Linked DNA regions of Zea mays: region 1 is linked to region 2. Evidence: chromatin contacts called from public Hi-C data. All regions are on one chromosome and are shown on one strand. The core of a region is the stretch at or near the end of the contact, and the rest is flanking DNA. Distances in the headings are between cores, read along the strand shown.

Region 1 (4,977 bases), core at 1,259-3,758, 74 kb before region 2:
TTACTGATGCAGACATGGATGTATCTGGCAGTGCCTGTTTGCCTGTATGTAGGGGAGAGGGTGCTGAGGTTCTTCAGGTCTGGCAGTTATTCTGTCAGGCTATTGAAGGTCAATCAAAAAGACATGAGAAACTTGAGCATTCATTTTCTGTGGACCTACTAATATGATTATTGTTATTTTTCCTTTCAGGTGGCCATATATCCTGGTAATGTGTTGACACTGCAAATGTCCAAGCCTCCGGCTTTCCGATACAAGAGTGGGCAATATATGTTTGTTCAATGTCCAGCAGTGTCACCCTTTGAATGGTAATTTGTACTTTGGCAACAAAAAATGATTGAATTATGTCGTTGCTTGGATAGAAACTACCAGCTTTCATAAATAGTCTTGATGAACCCCATTGAGCACTGAGAATTTACATTCTCTTAATAGGCATCCGTTCTCAATTACTTCAGCGCCTGGGGATGATTATCTAAGCATTCATGTTCGACAACTTGGTGACTGGACACGAGAGCTCAAGAGGGTTTTTGCAGCAGCTTGTGAACCCCCAGTGGGCGGTAAAAGTGGCCTTCTTAGAGCAGACGAGACAACCAAGAAAGCGTATGAGCCCTCAATCATAAAGGGTTGTTTTGTGTGTAATTGGTCTTTAACAAATTACATGTTATAATATTTTCCTTTTGATAATGCAGCTTACCAAAACTTCTGATTGATGGACCTTATGGTTCTCCTGCTCAGGATTACAGCAAGTATGATGTTCTTCTACTTGTTGGATTAGGGATTGGTGCAACTCCTTTTATCAGCATACTGAAAGATCTTCTTAACAATATTATAAGGATGGAGGAAGAGGAGGTAATTTACTATCTTCCATATCTTCATTTGTCACCATCTGACCTTCCTAATTCCATTAGTGAAATAACAGATCACATATGAAAAATATTCTTTCTGTTGGGTTTTGTCATTTTGCTAACCACAATTCTGTTTTATGTGTGTGCATGTGTTGGTAGGATGCTTCCACTGATCTTTATCCTCCAGTTGGTCCGAACAAGCCGCACATTGATCTCAGCACACTTATGACGGTCACATCAAGACCAAAGAGGGTTCTAAGGACCACAAACGCTTACTTCTATTGGGTTACACGTGAGCAAGGTTCTTTTGATTGGTTCAAGGGAGTCATGAATGAAATTGCTGAACTGGACCAAAGGGTGCATAGTACCAATTGACCACTTGTTTTGTTTGAGTTACATTTTCTAATTGTCAGAATTCATATGTTCCCTTAAGTGGGTTTTACTTACAGTTGCCTTTGCTCCATTCTAGAATATTATTGAGATGCACAACTACCTTACGAGTGTTTATGAGGAAGGAGATGCTCGGTCAGCGCTCATCACCATGCTTCAAGCTTTGAACCATGCAAAGAATGGCGTTGACATTGTCTCTGGAACTAAAGTAAGTGTTGATAGAGCAATTAACAGCTCCACTCCGTTAAGTCAGCTACGTTGGAATGCTGAGTTTTGTACCTGTCATCTATTTAGCATAAATGACTAAAACACTGTACAATCACCTTTTAAGGTATAAGCTAATACCCCCATCATCATCCGTATGCTGATTATGCAGGTCCGGACACACTTTGCAAGACCAAATTGGAAAAAAGTCCTATCTAAAATTGCCTCGAAGCATCCATTTGCTAAGATAGGTTAGTCTACATACTACATTGTCTGATATTCTGGTTAAGCTTCTCGGTTTTTTTATAGAGTCATGCACATATTTGTGAATGGCTTGTGTGTCCTTTATCAAAACTTCGTCGTTGTTATTCTTTCATAAAACACACTACTACATAAAGATGCAGATGCATTAATAATTTATAGACAAAAGGACGGGCTATTAAGCTCTGGTCTGCATGATTGAGCGAAACAGTGAGAATAACCAGCTCAGTTTGTATAGAATTCCGTTTCCATGAACAAACTTTACAACGGTGTGTGGGGTGCATTATAATCAAGTTATTTCTATATTGATTAATGACAATATTAGGCACAGTTATCCTGTGTGTTCCAGAAAAGAAAATAATTTATGTACCACCTATAGTTTTTTCTTTTATTTTTTTTAAAATGATCTGGTTGCACGCAGGTGTATTCTACTGTGGAGCTCCAGTTCTTGCACAAGAACTAAACAAACTGTGCCATGAATTCAATGGGAAAAGCACAACGAAATTTGAGTTCCACAAGGAACATTTCTGAATTCCAGTAATACTTGGTGCGCAGAAATGATATATTATGTGTGTGTACAGCATTTTTGTCTTGGTATGTTCATCTGGAGTTCTGGACGAACATGAGAGCAAAGTGGAGAAGCTACCATCAAATGCTTAACAGCTGACGGCCTGCACTCTTTGTTAACTGCTCCTAAATGAACCAGACCACCAAGAAGTGGGATTTTTGTGTACATATACATGTGATGTCCAAACGTCCATCTGCAGATTGGACCCCTCAACTGTGAAGAGATTCCTCCCAGGTGGTCACCAATGTACAGAGCACACATGAAGATAAAGAGTAGTTGGGATTGTCGGTAGCATGCTATTCGTATAGGACAGGAGGGATACCACTAGTCACAACACACAAGGCTATTTAATTGTATATTTTCATGCAGCTGATGCCCTGCACTTTCTGCTGCTGGCCAATGCGGCAAGGACAGAAGCATTTTTTCTCATTTGTACCGCATACAGAAAAGGCATAACAAAAAAGAGGTGAAAGGGAGAATAGCATTTTAGCACACTTATGGGTCCCTCGATTTATTTGACCCTGCGGTGCTACGAGCCTACGAGGAGGAGATGAAGTAGAATAAAATTGTCATTTCATTAAATAAAGCAAATGTTTAGAATATTTTAATATACTTGTATGGGCTAAATTTTAAATAGTGCCTCCATTCTCGAATGATATTTATTGTTACTAGTTCATTTTTGAACTAAAACGTGACAAATAAAAAAAACGAATGTAGTAATATTTTAGACAACTGTTTAGAGCTTCAAAAGCTAAAATTTAATGGCTAAATTTTAGATCATACGTACAGCTAAAAGATAAACCAAATTTAATTACATCAGCGCTAGATGATTTTTTATGAAAAAATAAAAATATCCTGTTGCCAGACTAAGTATTTAAATTGAATTTCAATTGCACCATTTTGGTTTTTTTTTTACCATAACGCTTTAAAAAATCCCACTTGAATACATTTAAATAAAGTTCTGCTAGGGATTATTCTTATCGTTGTTAAGTACCACTACAAACTGCAAAACTAAGAAAACACTTAGCAACTCTTTTGTCGAGTGTGACTCTTGGCAAAGAGAGCTCGATGAATTATACATCGGCAATAGCCTCTTTGCCGATTGCATTATGTCGGGCACTGGGCAAAATCTTTACCTACCACCTAGTACTCGGTAAAGAAAAGTCGCCGTGACAACGACAAGTGACGGTGATAGAGCCTTTGCCGAGTATCTGTTGGCACGACACTCGGCAAATGAAGCTCCAATGGGCCCCATGGCAGCCTCTATGTTGAGAGTCACAAGCTGGCACTCGACAAAATGAGCTTCTTTGCAGAGTGTCTGCCTGTTTGGCCCTCGCCAAAGTGAGCACCAGTGAGCCCCTTTGCCAGCGTCGAGTGCGCTGGCTGGCACTCGACAAAGCGAGCTTCTTTGTTGAGTGACATGACCATATCACTCGGTAAAGAGGCTTTATCGGTTTTCAGGTGTGCTCTCTTTGCTGAGTGCTATGATCATTGCACTTGGCAAAGACACACTTTGCCGAGTGTAACACTCGGTAAAGTGACCAGAAACCCATTTTTATTAGTTTTTGTTATTCCATCCAAACAAAAGATATATCACATAATCATCACATATACATCATAAATGTTCAGAGATCATCACATACATCATAGAGACCACATATCTCACAAAGACCATAAATCTCATAAGTTTTTCACAAACATAAGTACTACCACAAACATAAGTATCACAAAGACCACAAATCTCACAAGTTCAGACCAAGTTTCACAAACATAAGTATTACCAACACTCACAAACATAAGTATAACAAGTTTGAAACTATATAAGTCTCACAATCACCACAACAATAGTAAATATAAGTCTCACAATCAACCTTATAGATGGCTAGATGGATCGTGCCTGGCGGGCCGACCCGATGAGTCGTGCTCTAGCCTCATTCGGTATGAAATTAAATAGGTTCATGCTAGTCTGACAATATGCTCATGTCGGGTGGTCGGCACGACCGACTCAATTAGCGTATACCCTCCCAGCGACCCAGCCCTGCCGCCACACCTCCACACGCTCGCATTTAGAATCTTCTTGACCCCGACTCAGTCCCCTCGTCTCCCTCGCATAGCTCCTCGTATCCTCGCCTGTCGCCTCCTCGATTCCTCCATTGAGATCGATACATCGACCGTTGGCTGCCTTGTTTCCTTTCTCCTCAGCACCTTGTTAGCTTCCTGGCTTTCGGGCTCCGACGCAGCGACTTAGATGACCTCACCGAGCGTCGATGGACTGGATCTACCACCCTATCGCCTATCTCCTCTATCCTCTCCTTCTTTGGACTCCGGTGGACTGGATCTGCTGATCTGCATCTCCTCTATCCTCTCTATCTCCGATGGACTAGATCTGCTCTCCTCTGTCTCTGAATCTACTCTAGTCAAGGTAAATCCCTCATGTTTCTGTTCTCCTGTGGACTGGATCATAGTCGACGACTTGTTTGGCCATATATATCATGTGGTTTTGCTCATTTAGTCTATGTGTTCATCTGTTCGGCTCTCCCTCCATACACTAGTTTCTCGGTGTACCCTCCATCCCTGGATCTACCCTCCTCGGTGCACTGATTTCTCCTCCGCCTCTGGATCTACTCCCCTAAACCTTGTTCGTGGTAATCGTAAATGGAACTGGTGCTCCAGCCAAGGTATACTCCTCTATCTCTACATCTACTCCCCTAA
Region 2 (4,696 bases), core at 272-2,771:
CTCGAGAGCTTCCTCCGCACCATCCCGCGCGAGCGCCTGCACTCCCTTGTCATCGACATGTTCTGCACCGACGCCATCGACGTGGCCGCGAAGGTGGGCGTCCCCGTCTACACGTTCTTCGCGGCGAACGCCGGAGCCCTGGCCGTCTTAACACAGACGGTGGCGCTGCTTGACGGCCGGCAAACGGGCCTCAAGGAGCTCGGGGACACGCCCATCGAGTTCCTTGGCGTGCCGCCGATCCCGGCGTCGCACATCATCAGGGAGATGCTCGAGGACGCGGAGGACGAGGTGCGCACGGCAATGGCGAAGATCTGGAAGCGCGACACGGACACCCGGGGCGTCCTCATCAATACCTTCTACTCGCTGGAGGCCCAGGCCCTGCAGGCGTTCAGTGACCCGCTGTGCGTCCCTGGCAAAGTGTTGCCTCCTGTTTACCCCATCGGGCCGTTGGTTGGCAAGGGCGGGAGCGGGACGGACGGAGGAGAGGCGGCGGAGAGGCCGCATGAGTGCCTCGCCTGGCTCGACGCGCAGCCGGAGCGCAGCGTCGTGTTCCTCTGCTGGGGGAGCAGGGGCTTGCTGTCAGAGGAGCAGCTTAAGGAGATAGCCGCTGGCCTAGAGAAGTCCGGGCAACGGTTCCTGTGGGTGGTGCGCACGCCGGCCAGCAGCGACGACCCGAAACGATTCTGGCTGCCACGCCCGGAGCCGGACCTTGACGCCCTTCTGCCGGAGGGGTTCTTGGAGCGGACCAAGGACCGCGGCCTCGTCATCAAGTCGTGGGCGCCGCAGGTGGACGTGCTCAGCAACCCCGCTGTTGGCGCGTTTGTCACCCACTGCGGGTGGAACTCGTCGCTTGAGGCCATCACAGCGGGTGTGCCGATGCTGTGCTGGCCACAGGGCGCAGAGCAGAAGATCAACAAGGTACTTATGACCGAGGCCATGGGCATCGGGCTGGAGCTGGAGGGGTACAACACAGGTTTCATCAAGGCTGAGGAGATAGAGACGAAGGTGAGGCTTGTGCTGGAGTCCGAGGAGGGGAGGGAGATTAGGACACGGGCGGCAGAGGTGAAGAAAGAAGCACACGCGGCGTTGGAGGACGGGGGATCATCGAAGGCAGCATTTCTCCAATTCTTGTCAGATGTCAAGAATATTAATTAGGTCGGGAAGTGATCAATCTTTAACCGCCCGATACAACGTAACACAAACTATTCAATAAAATATTAGTATACATATTGCTTAGGAAAAAAAATCCCATAAACAAGTAATAAAGAAAACATGTGTGTAGCAACAATATCTATATCTATACTACTTATTAAGGTAGCAAGGATAATCTGCCTCCCCGCCGTTCTGCCTTCCAACGATCTCAACTGTCCATCCACGCCTCTGTTTTCGTCCCGTCGGATGCTGCCAACGCCCGCGCGCATCCCCTGGTCGTCAGCCCCACCCATCCGTGCGAGCGAGCAACCCATTGCAGCCACCACCGCCCTACCTACTCACCTCCTCGGCGCGAACAGCCGCCGAACCCTTATCGCTCGCCCCTCGCCCGTGCCAGCAACCCCCGCCACCGCCGCCGCCCTGCCTCTCGTCCACCCCTCCGCCGCGAGATGTCGCCGGCCCCTCACCATCCTCTATCCACAGCGCGCGGGGCGTAGCCCCCCTCTAGCGCCGCTCAAGGGTGAAGGGCCCATCCGCACCCTGATGTTGGCCACCTCCACCATGCTCTGATGCCCATCCTTCGTCATGACCCCCTCCAGTTCCATTACTGACGGACGGTCCTCTTCATAGGCAAGGTAGAGATGGAGGACAGCAAAACACTAACACCCGAGCCATGCCACCACCAATCTATTCCTCCAAACCCTTCTGTACATGTGCGCTACACATACATGAGGCTCCTCCTCCTCGTCAACCCCACATGGTTCAACTGAATCTGTCCATGCTCGTGGCTTTCTTTGTTGCCTTCCATTGATGTGGTTCTTGATTCAATGTTCTAAAAGCTGCAGATGAGGCGTACTTCAGATGCAGCGTGCTCAAGTGTAGGAGATTGTCAATATCATCTTGTTGAATCGATGTGGGGGAGGATGTCTACTTGGTGAAACATCCAAAAAAGGGACTTTGTCCTTTATTTTGAATCCTTTATCATTCTGTTATTAGTACATTGGGGATGCATTATGATTGTAATAAAATATGTTCACATTTGTTCTTAAGGTGAGCCACAAGATTCAGGAATATCATTGTAGATTGTTTTTGAATTAGGCCACCTATCCTAATTTTTCGAGTTTGCATGGGCCTGCGATGCATTACGGAGGCATTTGGAGGTAGCATTTATCTTTATACCAGGTCAGTAGTTTTTAATGGCCTCTGCTTTTGTTACTCAAACATTTATGACATGAAAATGCAGGAAAGGTTATTCGTGCACCTTCTGGAATGACGCATGAGAAAATCTCTCCAGTTCATTATGATGAGGAATTAGGAAATTCCTTATTCAATGGCTTGCCAAAGTATGATTTTTTTAAAGGAGTTTTAGTATTTACTATGGTTTAATTTCTGAATCATTGAATCATCTGGGATGCATGCATGCAAAGGTAGTTTCATGTCATCTGTTGGTTGCTGAAGTAGTGTGATGGAAATTTTGCAGATGTCGTGCGGTACTACAAGCAGAACGCCGATGAAACATGGTTCGACGTCTCGCTGAATAGCCTGCTTCCCGGCTCAGTCCTCAATTGCCAGCGCCAGGTGTCAGGATGTCTCATCCAGAAAAAGCCTAATGGCTACTCAAAGGTCTGTTGTCTGTCCATGATTGAGATCTTTAGTTTTCACACGTTCTCAGTACAGTACCTGATGGTTTAGATCATGAGATTTGTGTGACCTGGGTGGAACACGTTGAGGTGGACGATAGGTCAGTGCACAACATCTACAAGCTGTTGGGGGCAAGCAGCAGTTCTGCAGTTGTAAAGAAGTACTGACCATAGACAGTGAACTTGTTAATGCACTTACACAGGCAACTTGCTTGCTTGGAATAACGTAGAGCATCAATATAAAATCTAGAATACAAACTCAGCATTTCTAAGACCTGTAAATATTTGGCACAAATTTCAAAAAAAAAGTAGGAATGGATTATGACTACTAGAGTTTATAGCATATGTACATGTAAAGGATAAAGTACATGGGTTGCTATGCAAGGCATTTTTATAAACCTCGGACGATGGGTCGAATTCCTCCACTTCACACTCCAAAATAGTGTTTGATGAGACGTCATTGAGGTTTTTAACATTCTGATGGAAACCCAGTGCATGAAATACTGTCAGTTTCTGGAATTTGAATGAAGGAGGGGGAAATGGTGCAATGATAATAGTTCTGAGTTTTTTTAGAATAAACGAGGGATGGACATATTATGACTTAAAAGCCTCAAAAGTTGATCAGAAAGCATACAAATACTCTAGGGTCATGATGAAATGTGGTGGTTATCTCTGAAATAGCACTGAAATAAAAGTTGTTGGGTCTTAAAAAATTATAAATTAAAAATACTCTGGGCAACTTGTCGTCGACCTCCACAACCGCATCGAGGCCACCACCTAACCATGGTTATTAAAACGTCGCTTAAACAACGTTTAAGCGTCGTTTAAGCGGTAAAACATGATTAGAAACTAAAACGTCCGAACGTTCTAACAAATCTGCGTAGAACGTCTGTTTTGGACGTTTAATCGTCGTTTAAACGCCGAAACACATTTTATGTCGTTTTAGACGTTCTGAGGACGTTCTAGTTACTAGTGGGCCTTCCTGGGCTTTAGGTACTCGGCTACTCACTTTCGCTTCAAACCAGCGCTGGAGGCCGCCCAGCCGCGCTTGCGACTGCAGATTGCGCCTCCTCACTCCTTAGCCAGCGCTGGAGATCTCCCGGCCAGCCGCCCAGCCGCGCCTACGACAGTGCGACCGCCCTCCTGCCCCAGGTACGCCACCGGCCCCCCTCCTCCCTCCTCCCTCTTCCCTCCACCAGTCCACCCACAGGCTAGTGGGCCGCCATGCCACTACCCAATACCCACTTGCTGCCAATGCATCCACTTGCCCGGCCAAGTTCCACTGCTCCAGTGCCCACTTGCTGCCGTTGCTTCCAGTTGCCCGGCCAAGCTCAGTGCGCTGCCACATCCACTTGCTGTCGCTGCCCTCGACAGCCCAGATCCATCTGCTGCCCTCGCTGCCCCTCACAGTGAATCACCTTTGTGGCTCGGACTAGGAGTGAGGGGTCCCAGCCACTTCCCACTGCGTTGTAGACCATCGACCTCTACGCTACGCCTCACCTCTGCGGCCACTCCGCAAGACCAACTCAAAGATCAATCACGAAGGCTTATGTGTGAACTTATTCTATATTTGAATTTCTATGTCAAGTCTGAAAAGACGTTTCAACATTCGTTTAAACGTTTAAAAGTTAAAAAGTTGGTTCATAACGTTTTAACATTTTACCGTTTTAATAACCATGCACCTAACCAGTTGAGCTAGTGGCCTAGGGCCACTTCCTAAAAAAATCAAATTAAAAATGACAGGTATTTTATGAGTACTAATTGCTTTTGGCTTCTACATCATGCCTTGTTACAAATTCAGCAGTATTTATGAGTAGTAATTACTTTTGGCTTCTACATCATGCCTTGTTACAAATTCAGGGGCAGGGGTAGGATCCTAGCTGTAACTACTCCCTAGGGAGGCT

The links. Hi-C and Micro-C count contacts between places; a contact is called where the count stands out from the background.
Region 1: a Hi-C map of ear shows a contact between it and region 2, with 2.3 times the contacts expected there. The contact joins the enhancer-like site here to the promoter of LOC100192604 in region 2. A contact is called at or near these places in 6 of 25 Hi-C or Micro-C datasets (bundle sheath, ear, endosperm and 2 more) and 1 of 3 datasets of contacts at active chromatin or transcription factors (seedling).

The regions. Positions count from the first base shown.
Region 1 is chr3:205,520,147-205,525,123 of Zm-B73-REFERENCE-NAM-5.0, reverse strand. LOC100037794 reads left to right here. Exons shown (of 14, transcript NM_001374296.1): 7 at 13-108; 8 at 190-305; 9 at 430-597; 10 at 687-846; 11 at 1,002-1,199; 12 at 1,312-1,440; 13 at 1,609-1,687; 14 at 2,119-2,602. The coding sequence ends at 2,228. Among protein-coding and RNA genes, the nearest start is that of LOC118476743, 9.7 kb to the left of the region's middle. Within about 2 kb of position 2,508, at least 5 of the 20 cell types and tissues checked have an H3K27ac peak or open chromatin away from gene starts, as enhancers often do. A contact at or near this core is called in ear and seedling, where this site is marked.
Region 2 is chr3:205,445,041-205,449,736 of Zm-B73-REFERENCE-NAM-5.0, reverse strand. LOC100192604 reads left to right here and starts at 1,521. Exons shown (of 6, transcript NM_001137819.1): 1 at 1,521-1,912; 2 at 1,998-2,495; 3 at 2,633-2,775. The coding sequence starts at 2,483. LOC100274555 reads left to right here. Exons shown (of 1, transcript NM_001148910.2): 1 at 1-1,337. The coding sequence ends at 1,155.